3 separate regions of the Mus musculus genome follow, and all the other regions are linked to region 3. Evidence: chromatin contacts called from public HiChIP or PLAC-seq and Micro-C data. All regions are on one chromosome and are shown on one strand. Each heading gives the region's core, a stretch centred on a gene start, on an enhancer-like site or on the middle of the called end of the contact. The rest is flanking DNA. Distances are from core to core; before and after follow the strand shown. Region 1 holds the start of Wnt10a (wingless-type MMTV integration site family, member 10A). Region 2 holds the start of Cdk5r2 (cyclin-dependent kinase 5, regulatory subunit 2 (p39)). Region 3 holds the start of Ttll4 (tubulin tyrosine ligase-like family, member 4).

What was found. A called contact is a pair of places that touch in the nucleus more often than the background predicts. HiChIP or PLAC-seq counts read pairs in DNA pulled down with a chosen protein or histone mark.
Region 1: a contact with region 3 is called in an H3K4me3 HiChIP or PLAC-seq map of the 230-238 cell line, with 22 read pairs. The contact joins the promoter of Wnt10a here to the promoter of Ttll4 in region 3. A contact is called at or near these places in 15 of 39 promoter capture datasets (the 3T3-L1 cell line, 3T3-L1-derived adipocytes, the C10 cell line and 10 more), 6 of 484 Hi-C or Micro-C datasets (CD4 T cells, CD8 T cells, memory CD8 T cells and 2 more), 8 of 115 datasets of contacts at active chromatin or transcription factors (the 230-238 cell line, the SCID.adh cell line, effector CD8 T cells and 5 more) and 2 of 9 other capture datasets (adipose tissue and liver).
Region 2: a contact with region 3 is called in a Micro-C map of embryonic stem cells, with 2.9 times the contacts expected there. The contact joins the promoter of Cdk5r2 here to the promoter of Ttll4 in region 3. A contact is called at or near these places in 1 of 39 promoter capture datasets (liver), 3 of 484 Hi-C or Micro-C datasets (all in embryonic stem cells), 2 of 115 datasets of contacts at active chromatin or transcription factors (the SCID.adh cell line and pancreatic cancer cells) and 2 of 9 other capture datasets (adipose tissue and pancreatic islet).

The regions. Positions count from the first base shown.
Region 1 is chr1:74,790,411-74,794,044 of GRCm38.p6, forward strand. Wnt10a (wingless-type MMTV integration site family, member 10A) reads left to right here and starts at 1,609. Exons shown (of 4, transcript NM_009518.2): 1 at 1,609-1,873; 2 at 2,953-3,215. The coding sequence starts at 1,761. It overlaps Gm32099 (a long non-coding RNA gene), which reads right to left. Exons shown (of 4, transcript XR_865547.2): 3 at 1,886-1,956.
Region 2 is chr1:74,853,164-74,857,215 of GRCm38.p6, forward strand. It overlaps Cdk5r2 (cyclin-dependent kinase 5, regulatory subunit 2 (p39)), which reads left to right and starts at 1,866. Exons shown (of 1, transcript NM_009872.3): 1 at 1,866-4,052. The coding sequence starts at 1,935. The coding sequence ends at 3,044. Gm16582 (predicted gene 16582) reads left to right here. Exons shown (of 4, transcript NR_151618.1): 2 at 1,180-1,352.
Region 3 is chr1:74,659,639-74,663,283 of GRCm38.p6, forward strand. It overlaps Ttll4 (tubulin tyrosine ligase-like family, member 4), which reads left to right and starts at 2,064. Exons shown (of 20, transcript NM_001014974.2): 1 at 2,064-2,251.

The sequences.
Region 1 (3,634 bases), core at 359-2,858, 130 kb after region 3:
TGGGGGCAAGAAAAGCACCTCCCCTCCAATTCTCCAAGGAGGGTCAATTCCTGGAATGGGCTCCTTTTGTCTTGGAGCCCATAGGCTATGGCAATTCTGTTCTTAAGCCAAAAGGGGCTCTCTTCAGATAGAGGGAGCTGTGGGACATGAGGTCCGTGGGTTTGTATAATAGTAGACCCGTGCCCATTTCACAGAGGATAATGCCTAGGACACAGCAGGAGTCAGACTCACTGTCAGGACCCAGATTAGAACCAGAACCAGAAGGCAGAGCCTCTGATTCTCAGACCCTTTCTCTGGTCCCAGACACTCTCTACATTGAGCAGGGGTCTAGAGTTCAACCAGGAGGGTGAGAGAAGAAAAGAAGGGACCCTAGAGGACCAATCAGACAGCCCATGTAAGACCAGTACCAGATCAGGTCATGTCTCAAAGCACCCCTGGGCAATAGCACGCTGTTTTCAGTGTAGGGGACACAGCTGGTGTGGAGAGGGTCAGGACAACTAATCCAGGTTAGCTCTCTGGCTAATTTGCTGTTAGATCTTATGTAAGCCATGAGCCTCTCTAGGCCTCTGTGTTTTCTTGGGAAGTAAAAGGGGGGCAGTGAGTAAAATGTTCTGACTTCAAACTTCTGTACTAGAATGGTCTCTAATCCCTGCTCCCAGCTAGAGCCACCCTCAAGGCACCTAGGTCACAAAAGTCATTTACTAGCTACCTGACCCTTTTGCTTTTGGTAGCCCACTGAGGTGGGCTCCATTACTTATTTCATGAAGGGACAGAAGCTGCCTCTCAAAGCACCTGTGGAAGGTCACCTTGCAAAGCAGGGAGGAAGCCGGAGGCTGCCAAATCCCCTTCTGGGACCTCCACACACACCTGTCTGTCTCTCTTGGCAAACTGGGGGAAGTCCCTCCTGAAGCAGAGTAGGCAAAACGGAGGGGCTGGCCTCTCCCCTCCAGACCCGCAGGTGTGTGCTGGGGTGGGTTGGGACACTCCCCTGCAGCTGTGTCTCAGCTTCAGTGAAGCACACACAACTCGGGTTAACACACAGACCAGTGCCCAACATCTCACAGTACATGGTGCCAATAGCCAAGATGCCAGTACCTCTCCTTCCTTCACCCTCTGCATGCGTTCCCCTCCCCCCTCTCCAGCAAACACGGCGCGCCAGTCCAAAGCGGACTCAGTGGCCTCGGGGACGGGAGCATGCCACCTCCTGTGGTGACGTCACTTGGGGTAGAACCCTTAGACACTACATGGGGGGGGGGGGGTACAGAACTCCCGAGCCAGGACAGTCACTCACTCTTCAGGCGGTGGGGCTGGGCCAGACAGTACCGCCCCCACCGCGCCCGCCTCGCACACCCTCGGAAGCGCAGGCTCGCAGCGCGGCGCTGGGGTGGGGGGTTGCGCCCCAGAACTTCGGCCTCCAGTCCCCAGCCCGCTGCACCTCCTTACCCTCTAGAGGCCCCCTCCCCCTTACCCTCTAGAGGCACCAGGAGTTGTCGCAAGGGGCCCTTGGGAAATTCCCTGGACCCCTGTGCCAGGAGGTGCCCGGTTCGCCCGCTCCCCATCCACCCCCCCGAGGGCGGTGCCCGGGGGCGCTGCCCCATGGAGCGGGGAGGCGGGCGCCGTCTGCTGCGGGAGCTGTGACCTGAGTAGGAGCTGTGTGTCGCAGCCGCCCCACCCCTGCCGATCATGCGCCGGCGACCCTGGTTCGCCAGTCCCACTGGGCTGTGAGCCCCCCACTCCTGGCCTGTCACGGCCCGCGCGCCATGGGCAGCGCCCACCCTCGCCCCTGGCTGCGGCTCCCACAAGGGCCCCAGCCGCGGCCTGAGTTCTGGGCGCTCCTGTTCTTCCTACTGCTGCTGGCTGCCGCTGTGCCCAGGTGAGCTCTCACCTCATGCTCCGCCCTCTTGGAGAGCTAGGACCCCCCAGGCCCGCTCCGGTGCTCTTGCTGGGGAAGGGACCCTGGAATGAACGGGAGAAAGGGTCACAGAAAAGTGCTGGTGTCCAATCAAAGATAGTGAGCTACCTCCAAGGAAGAGGTTGGACTGGTGACAGGATATGGGCAATCCAGGGAGATAGGGAAGTGCCCAGGTGAGTTATAGCAGCTAGGTCGGGAGATGGGTATTGGGGGAATAAGTGTCAATTAAGGTTTCTCCCCCCCTTAGGGCAATGCACCCCTATTCCAAGAATAAGTTGAAACTACCTCATTCCACCTTGCAGATAACCCCGGATGGGAGCAAGATCAGAGGGGTTGGAGGGGGTTTCCGCATCTCAGGTGGGGTCAAGCGAGAGACTGCCTCTAAAAGGCCGTGTGTGTGTGTGTGTGTGTGTGTGTGTGTGTGTGTGTGTGTGTGTGTGTGTCTGTGTGTCTGTGTGTGTGTGTGTCTGTCTGTGTGTGTGTGTGTGTGTGTGTGTCTGTGTCTGTGTCTGTGTGTGTCTGTGTGTGTTTGTGTGTGTCTGTGTCTGGTGTAAGCTGGGCTAGGTAACCAGCAGTTTGAATAAATACATGTGTGCCTATGAGAGCCTATGGGCCAAGATATGTTAGAGCAAGCATGTGTGTGAATGTGCCTGAGTGTGTGTATTTATAACTGTCTGAGGAAGTGTGTAAGTGCTAAGTGCTCTGGGTCTCTGCTCCCACCATTATGTGTGCAGGAGTATGCCTGAAGAAATGCCAGTTGCTGAAACATAGCTTTGGAGCAGGCTCCTGGGCGCCCTTTGAGGCATCTGTGTCTGGGGAGGAACTTCTAAAATACTGAGTACATACATTTACCTCCGTGGGTGTGCAGCTGGGTGGGTTGTATTGGAATGGATGGGGAGAGGCATAGATTCTTGGCCCAACTGTAAGAACCAGGGTTGGGGGAAGAGTGATTACGGCCTGTGGGACAGAATGTGTGTTATTAAACAGGCCCTCACAGACTCCCACAAAATGCTTATCCACTCCACCCCATATGCCTGCAGGTCAGCACCCAACGACATCCTGGGCCTCCGCCTACCCCCAGAGCCCGTGCTCAACGCCAACACAGTGTGCCTGACATTGCCCGGCCTGAGCCGGCGGCAGATGGAGGTGTGTGTGCGTCACCCTGACGTGGCCGCCTCTGCTATCCAGGGCATCCAGATCGCCATCCATGAGTGCCAGCATCAGTTCCGGGACCAGCGCTGGAACTGCTCCAGCCTGGAGACTCGGAACAAAGTCCCCTACGAGAGCCCCATCTTCAGCCGAGGTAGCTGCCCCTGTCCTTCCCCCCACCCCCATCCCAAACTTGCTAGCTATCCCCCATGAACTCTCAGGATGGTATCTCTAAGACTCCTGCATCTGCCAGCCATGTTGCTTTCTGGTCTCAGAAAAGTATCCCGAGTGGGGTCAGAATCATTGGCCAGAAGCACCTCTAAGTGAGGGTGACAGGTTCCATGCCTGAGAACTAGAGTGTTAAGACCCCTTCTCCTCTTCCTCAATTTATCTTTTACTTAGAAAGCGACCTTAATGTTGGAGAGCCTGGGGTGTGTGTGTGGGGGGGGGGGGAGTGTAGAGAACGGGTGTCTGTGTGTGAGACCTTCCAGTCACTGTCACTCGAGGCAAGTAGGAAAGCCTCCTCCTGCCAGTCTGGGGGCAAGAAAGGCAGGCGAATGGCCTGGACTCTGG
Region 2 (4,052 bases), core at 616-3,115, 190 kb after region 3:
TAAACAAGCAAACAAACAACTTTCTAACTATATGTGACCATGGTTGCCACGAAGGGAGAAGATTTGAGGAAGCCAGACCTCAGCTCCCGGGAAGGGGTGTGTGAGCTGTGATTGTGAAACTGCAGAGAAAAGCTGGAGCCTCTGTTGCTGTGAGCTGAAACCCAAGGGGATTCTGGAACAGAATGCGCATAGTGAAACACATACAGAGAGAGGAAAGTGGGCGCACACTGATTCTGACAGCAGTGGACCTTTGGTGCTGTGCTGGGTCTGGCAGAAATGGAGGCAGGCCTGGTGGTGCTTATAATCCCAGGATCTGGGAGGCTGAAGAAGGATGGAAGCCAGCTTGAATGTGACACCACACACACACACACACACACACACACACACACACACACAGAGAGAGAGAGAGAGAGAGAGAGAGAGAGAGAGAGAGAGAGAGACAGGCAGACAGGCAGACAGACAGACAGGCATACAGAGACACAGAGACTGAGATCCAAGAACAATTCTAAGAATTGTTACAGAATGGATAGTTACCTCTCTGCCCACCAAACCAAACCCCCACACCAATGCCTAAGGTTCACTAAGACTCCTGGAAGGGAAGCCACAGACAGCAGACTGGAGGGTCCTACAAGACACACTGAAGTGGCCCAGGACAAGCGGTTCTCACAACCTGCCGATAAGGCTCAAAGTCTGGGATCAAGGCCTATGTGGTCCGTAGCAGGAATGGAGGGGTCCAGAGAAACCGGCAGCTCCCAGTATAATAGCTGGCAGCTGGAGTGGGAACAGCTAGAGTCTGAGCACAAGGAAGCTGTCTACTGGTTAAAATCCATCTCAACTAGGACCCCGGATCTTGACTGGAAGTTGAGCCAACCGATTTCCACACAGTAGACCCCAGACTGGGGCCTTCAACTAAACCAATTTCCAGAGTTCCCTGGAGTCCAACCATCCATCACGCATGCAAGGGTGAGATGAATGTGTTGTTGGGACAACCAATCAAAAATGAGCTGTCCAGGGGTCAGAGTCAGAAGCAGGGAATCAAGTACAGACTCATTAGGTTGTCTTTAGACTTCCCCCTGTTCCTGCTCCGTGAAGCAAAGACACACATCCTTCCCTCTGCCAAGGAGAAAGGGTGCATTTGCTCGGTTGCTCAGAGTCTCACACACTAGCATTCTCTTACAGATCAGGAATGAGCCTGCAGCAGTCTCCTCCACCCCACCCTACCCCCGTCCCCAAGGGGGGGGGGGCGATGAAGAGGATAGCAAGCGGACATCCAGATGGGCGAAGCCGGAAGGTGCAACTGGGGTGTCTCGATGAGGGCAAGCTGCCATATTGCCCACTAAACAAACTCAAAGGTGAGCGAATGATAGGCTGTTCCCATGGCTTCTATACTGCGGCTTGGACCCAGTGTATCACAGTGTATCAAAACATTCAGACCCATGGTCTTGGGATCTGGAGGAAGAGATGGGAAGGACCATTTTCACCTCACTTCAACCCCCTGCTCAGCCAGAAAAAGAGACCTCAGAATCACACACACCCCCTCTCTCCTTTTCCTCCTTTCCCCCCTTTTCCCCCTTTGGGAAAAGGTAAGGGACTGAAGACTCCAGGCGGTGGGTAAGGCGGTACAGTAGATTAGTATGCAACATCCTATTGGTTAGAGGAGCTGCCGATCAAAGAAAACTAGAGTCAGGATTGGCTGCGTGAGGCGGGGCGCGGCGTGGCGAAAGAAGGGGCCCAAGGGGTGGGGCTGACGCTGCAGCTGGCGCAGCTTCGGCTCAGAGCAGCCGCCGCGGCGCAGCAGAGCGGCTCCATCCCCCGCCCGTCCGCGCGCCCGGGCCGGGGCTAGGCCCCCCACCGCCGGGTCCCCCGGGGCTGCAGCAGCAGCGGCGCCGCCCGCGGTTCCCGCTGGGGCCCGGGCGCCGGCCCCGCTCTGCAGGATGGGCACGGTGCTGTCGCTTTCCCCTGCTTCCTCGGCCAAGGGCCGGAGGCCGGGAGGGCTGCCGGAGGAGAAAAAGAAGGCGCCGCCCGCGGGGGACGAGGCGCTGGGGGGCTACGGCGCGCCGCCGGCCGGCAAGGGCGGCAAAGGCGAGAGCCGGCTCAAACGGCCGTCCGTGCTCATCTCGGCGCTCACCTGGAAGCGCCTAGTGGCAGCCTCGGCCAAGAAGAAGAAAGGCAGCAAAAAGGTGACGCCCAAGCCAGCGTCCACCGGTCCCGACCCTCTGGTCCAGCAACGCAACCGCGAGAACCTTCTCCGCAAGGGCCGCGACGGCCCCGACGGTGGCGGAACAGCCAAGCCCCTGGCCGTGCCGGTGCCCACGGTGCCCACGACCGCTGCCACCTGCGAGCCCCCGTCGGGGGGCAGCGCAGCCGCCCCTCCACCAGGCTCAGGCGGGGGAAAGCCGCCGCCGCCGCCACCCCCAGCCCCGCAGGCGGCACCGCCGGCGCCCGGAGGCTCGCCGCGGCGGGTCATCGTGCAGGCGTCTACCGGCGAGCTGCTCCGCTGCCTCGGCGACTTCGTGTGCCGACGCTGCTACCGCCTCAAGGAGCTGAGCCCCGGCGAGCTGGTGGGCTGGTTCCGCGGCGTGGACCGCTCGCTGCTGCTGCAGGGCTGGCAAGACCAGGCCTTCATTACCCCCGCCAACCTGGTGTTCGTGTACCTGCTGTGCCGGGAGTCGCTTCGTGGGGACGAGCTGGCGTCGGCCGCGGAACTGCAGGCCGCCTTCCTCACCTGCCTCTACCTCGCCTACTCCTACATGGGCAACGAGATCTCCTACCCGCTCAAGCCGTTCCTCGTGGAGCCCGACAAGGAGCGCTTCTGGCAGCGCTGCCTGCGCCTCATCCAGCGGCTCAGCCCGCAGATGCTGCGACTCAACGCCGACCCCCACTTCTTCACGCAAGTCTTTCAAGACCTCAAGAACGAGGGCGAGGCCGCGGCGAGCACCGGGGGTCCACCGAGCGGAAGCAGCGCGTCCACCACCTCCTCCTCGAGCGCCAGGGACAGCTGCGCGACCGGAGCCAAGCACTGGACTATGAACTTGGACCGCTAGGGATTCCCAGGGGCCGCGCCCGCCCCCCGCCCCAGCCCCTCACACACACCCGGAAACCCCGGGACCATCAAGCCACCGTCGCTATTACCGCTGCTCTATGCCCAGGCTGGGCCGAGGAGGAGCCGCCCCTGCCCCACAGGGGAAGGTGGAGGCTAGGACGCCAGAGGCCGCGGTGTCTGGATTTACTGGGCGTGGGGTGGGCGTGGGGGATGATCGCGGGAAGTGCACCCCCAACTTCGTTCACCCTTTCCGTCTGTCTGCGCCTCCATCTTTCCATTTCTGCCCTGGTCTCCCTCTTTCCTGCTGTGGGCATCTCAAAGTCCACCACCCTGGGTTTTGTCCAGTCCCTCACCTTTCTGTGTCTTCGTCTTACCTCCTGTCTGCAGCCCCCGCCCCCGCCCCCGCCTGTCCATTGGCATTCCCTGGGCTTTACCCTTTTCTACCTTACCCCGAGCCTGATGGTACCCCACTGCGGTCCCCGCTTCTCCAGCACCTATGTTTCCGTGTACCCTTCTTGTTCCTCTTCCTTCCTCCGGTCATGTCACCTCCATCCCTCCTGTCTGCCTTCCCTCTCTCTGCTTGTGTCGTCCTGCAACCCCCCACCCCCCACCAACCGATCCCCAAGACTCTACACTCCTTTCCCCAGATCCTTAGTTTTTTGGTTTTTGTTTTTTAAATTTGGATAGACTGGACAGGAAACTGCAGTCTCAGTTGTCCAGGCAAAGATCAGGGTGATCCTTTCCTTCACCCCCACGGCCTCTCCCCACCTTTTCCAACGTGTTGCATGCTGGGAGTTGAGGAGGAAAGGGCTGCTGCCTTCATTTAGGAGGCTGAGATTTGAGGGCAAGATCCAACCTGGTAGACTACCCCGCTTGCAGCGGTGGTGTCTTCTCTGTGGATGGATAGAAAGAGAAAGAAAACTCTTCTTATCTGGGGGAGGGGCGTCCTCTTCCTTATCTTTAGATTTCTTGTTATATCCCCTCCTCACACTTTAATTTATTTCGCTGT
Region 3 (3,645 bases), core at 814-3,313:
CCCATCCAGCGATGAGCACAGGCTCCTTTTCCTAGAGACCTCCGCTAATTGATCTTTCTTCTTTTCCCTTTTTCCTCTTTTTCTTCTAATCTCTCTCCAGGTATTCCTACCTAACCTTAACTTTTCCTCGGGTTCAAGACCCTTGGAAAGGCCTGTATACTTATTTTGTGTACCATATTTTCTCTTTGCTCCTACTCTCTCTCCCCACTTTACTTCTGATAGCTTGTCCTGAATTTCATCTAGAATCCGCCCTGCCTTAACCACTTGATAACATGTGAAAAGGAACAAAAGGGCTTCTAACACTAGAAAAAATTCAAGGCCAAACATAACTTGTAAAGCCATTTTCCACTTTACTTCTGATAGACTGTCTTGAATTTCCTTAGAAAGTTCAAGGCCAGGCTTACCTCGTAAAGCTATACTCACTGGTACTCTCGTTCCCCAGCTGAAAAGTTCTGAATTCATACAGTTGAATCCTTCTTAACAGTCTGCTTTACGGGAACCTTTATTACCGCGACCCGCAGTTCTGGTTCTGGAATGAGGGATCTTCCTTGCGCCAGTCCCGAGTTTTTTCTCGTCCCGGAATTCGGCACCAATTGTTATTAGACGCGTTCTCACGCCCGGCCAGGAAGAACACCACAGACCAGAATCTTCTGCGGCAAAACTTTATTGCTTACATCTTCAGGAGCAAGAGTGTAAGAAGCAAGAGAGCAAGAAGCAAGAGAGCAAGAAGCAAGAGAGAGAGAAAACGAAACCCCGTCCCTATTAAGGAGAATTCTCCTTCGCCTAGGACGTGTCACTCCCTGATTGGCTGCAGCCCATCGGCCGAGTTGACGTCACGGGGAAGGCAGAGCACAAGTAGTCATAAGATACCCTTGGCACATGCGCAGATTATTTGTTTACCACTTAGAACACAGCTGTCAGCGCCATCTTGTAACGGCGAATGTGGGCGCGGCTCCCAACATTTTTCTTCAGCTCCAGCACTCCCATTTTGTCTAAGAAAGTTCATTTATACTGTATATTGGTTAAAATTCTGAATTTATCTGATTCTATAGCATTACTCAATTGTTTTCCTCTATATCCTGTATACTGAAGTTAGAGTCAATGCTTGATTAGATTCAGCTTTTAAATTGTTAAAATTTAACATTTTGTAAAATAAGCCATACTTTATAAATATTGCTGTGTAATCCAAATCTCATCAGGAGACAAACTAGATAATTGCCCTAGATTTCCTGATCTAAAATTGATAAGTAACCCTTTCATAGTTCAACATCTGTCAATGACTGTTGCTTAAGTATTTTGCTACTAAGTTCAAATTGTTTTCACCAGGCTAGTTTTTCTCTGCATAGCCCTAGCTGATCTGAACTCACTCTGCAGACCAGGCTGTCCTCATACTCAGAGATCCACCTGCCTCAGCCTACCGAATGGTGGGGTTAAAGAAGTGCACAACCGGTGCCCAGGCCTCATCAGGTTAGTTATATCGTTAATTATCATAGCCTGTTTGAGAAAGCTCCTTTTGCCATCCAGCTGACTTTATAGTTCTCTAAATTTAATAGATCCAGCGACATCTGAAACAGGGGGATCTATTCTGCGTGGAGAGATTATGAAAGGACTCACACTTAGGTAAAGTTCTCACTCGAAGCCCATAAAACTGGTAGTTGTAGTTATGTCTTGCTTTGTCTCGTCCCGCTCCGTGTTTGGATTTAGGGAAAGGTGAGTGGGAGAGAGTTAAAGTGCCTTGAGCCACTTCCTCTTACTTGCCTCAAACTCATGGAATTTTGGTAGGAATTCTTTAATAGAGTCTTGGCGCTGTATGGTCAGAGTCCATAGTGGTTAGGTAGAATGAATCGTGGATTCCCAGAACGGAGCCTTTACTTGCAGGACTACAGTTCCCAGAATTCCGCTCGCAAGAGTTCCACCGTGTCGACAAGTTTGCGCGTGCGCAAATTCCTTGCACTTTCTCTCTCCCTCCCCCCAAGTCCCTCCTTCTCCCCCCCCCCCCCCCCCCATTCTCTAGGCTGCACAAGGGCTGGGATTCGGCGCGCTTGCCTCGGGCCCTCCCCCTCCCATTCCTTTCTGGCCTTAGATCTGTCCGCTGGGGGCGCGCTCTGTGTGGGACAGAAAGCGGCAGAGCGTGGGTCGCGTGGCGGAGCTTGGTTGCTAGGGACACCTGAGGTCGCCCGCTCGCCCAGCAGGCGCAGCGAAGAAGCGGCGCGGAGCCGGCGTCCAGTCGCGGCGAAGTAGGGTACCGTAGGTGAGTGTGGTCGCAGAGCTGGTGTCCGACCCCGGCCGGCCGTTCCCGCGTGCCTCGGCCCCAGCCCTTGGCACCGGCCCCCAACCCCGCTTCCGGTTCGCCACCTCGCCTTTCTCTGGTGAGTCGGAGACCGGGGCCTCCTCCCGGGCCCTCTCTCGAGTCCTCCTCGGCAGCCTCCACGCGGGGAGAACTTCGTTGGCTTCTCCTCGGGCGGCCCGAGCCCCACACCCTTCTCGGTCCTGGTTTCAGCGTGTCCTCTTTCCCGCCGCGCTGCGGTTTAAATTCTGGCTTGGGTTGAAATCCCGGCTCTTTTCAGGGCCTGCTTTTTCCTGACCCCACTCTGAGTTATCCATACACACTTTCCTACATTCCAGAAGCTGAGATCCTAATTTAACTCATTTATCCAGCCATTTTTTTTCATTTAATAATTTACAGCTTTTATAAACATCGACAAGTAGGTAACGAGTGAAGCCACTATGTAAGGTTCCTAGGGAGGGTACATTGGTGAGCAAGACAAACGTGTTTTCGAGAGTTTATAGAACAAGAGATTTTTAATCAAGAAAGCATTTGCCATACTGATGTATGTGCTGTGGTAGAAGTGAAGCGCTTAACCGCGATTTGTTTGGAAAAATACGTCACCCCACCTTCAGTCTTTACATTCCGGTTCTGAATCTTGGAAATGTTTTAATCAGCATTTGAAACCCTTCCTTTATGGAGTCATTTTGAATATTCCGAATCTCAATTTCAGCGCCTGTTGATTTGGCCAATCAGCAGTAATCTGGAGGAGCCTTTAAGAGCAGGTACCGTTGGATCCTATGCCTTCAATTGTTGCAATACTGAGATTATTTGCATAAAAACTATTCCCTTTATTGTCTGGAAAGTTACTAGCGATTTACTGATTAGACTCTAAGCCTGGCCCTGAAAGTTATCAAATGTTCTCAGGGAGTGAAGAAGTGGGAAGATATTCAAGTTACAAAGTAGCTTTAGAAAGATACAGCATGGCCTGAACAGAGGTCCGAGCTCAGTTGTGTTTGTTGGGAGCCATTCTGTGAGCTGGGCTTATTAGGGCCCAAGACTTAACTTAAAATGAATCTATTTCCTGACTTGTAGTTTCCAAGTGACTTTAGTTTTTTTGTTTGTTTGTTTTTGTTTTTGAGACAGGGTTTCTCTGTGCAGCCCTGGCTGTCTGGAACTCACTCGATAGATCTTGAACTCAGAGATGCACCTGCCTCTGCCTGCCCTGCCCTTCCCATCTTTTTAAGGTCCTAGGGATTGAACCTTGGGAGTTACACATTCTAGACAGTCAATCACTACCACCAAATTAAAAGTCTCAGGCCTGGAAGGTTTTGTGGGACCATGGGATTTTAAAACTTATTTTAAGTAAAACATGAGCA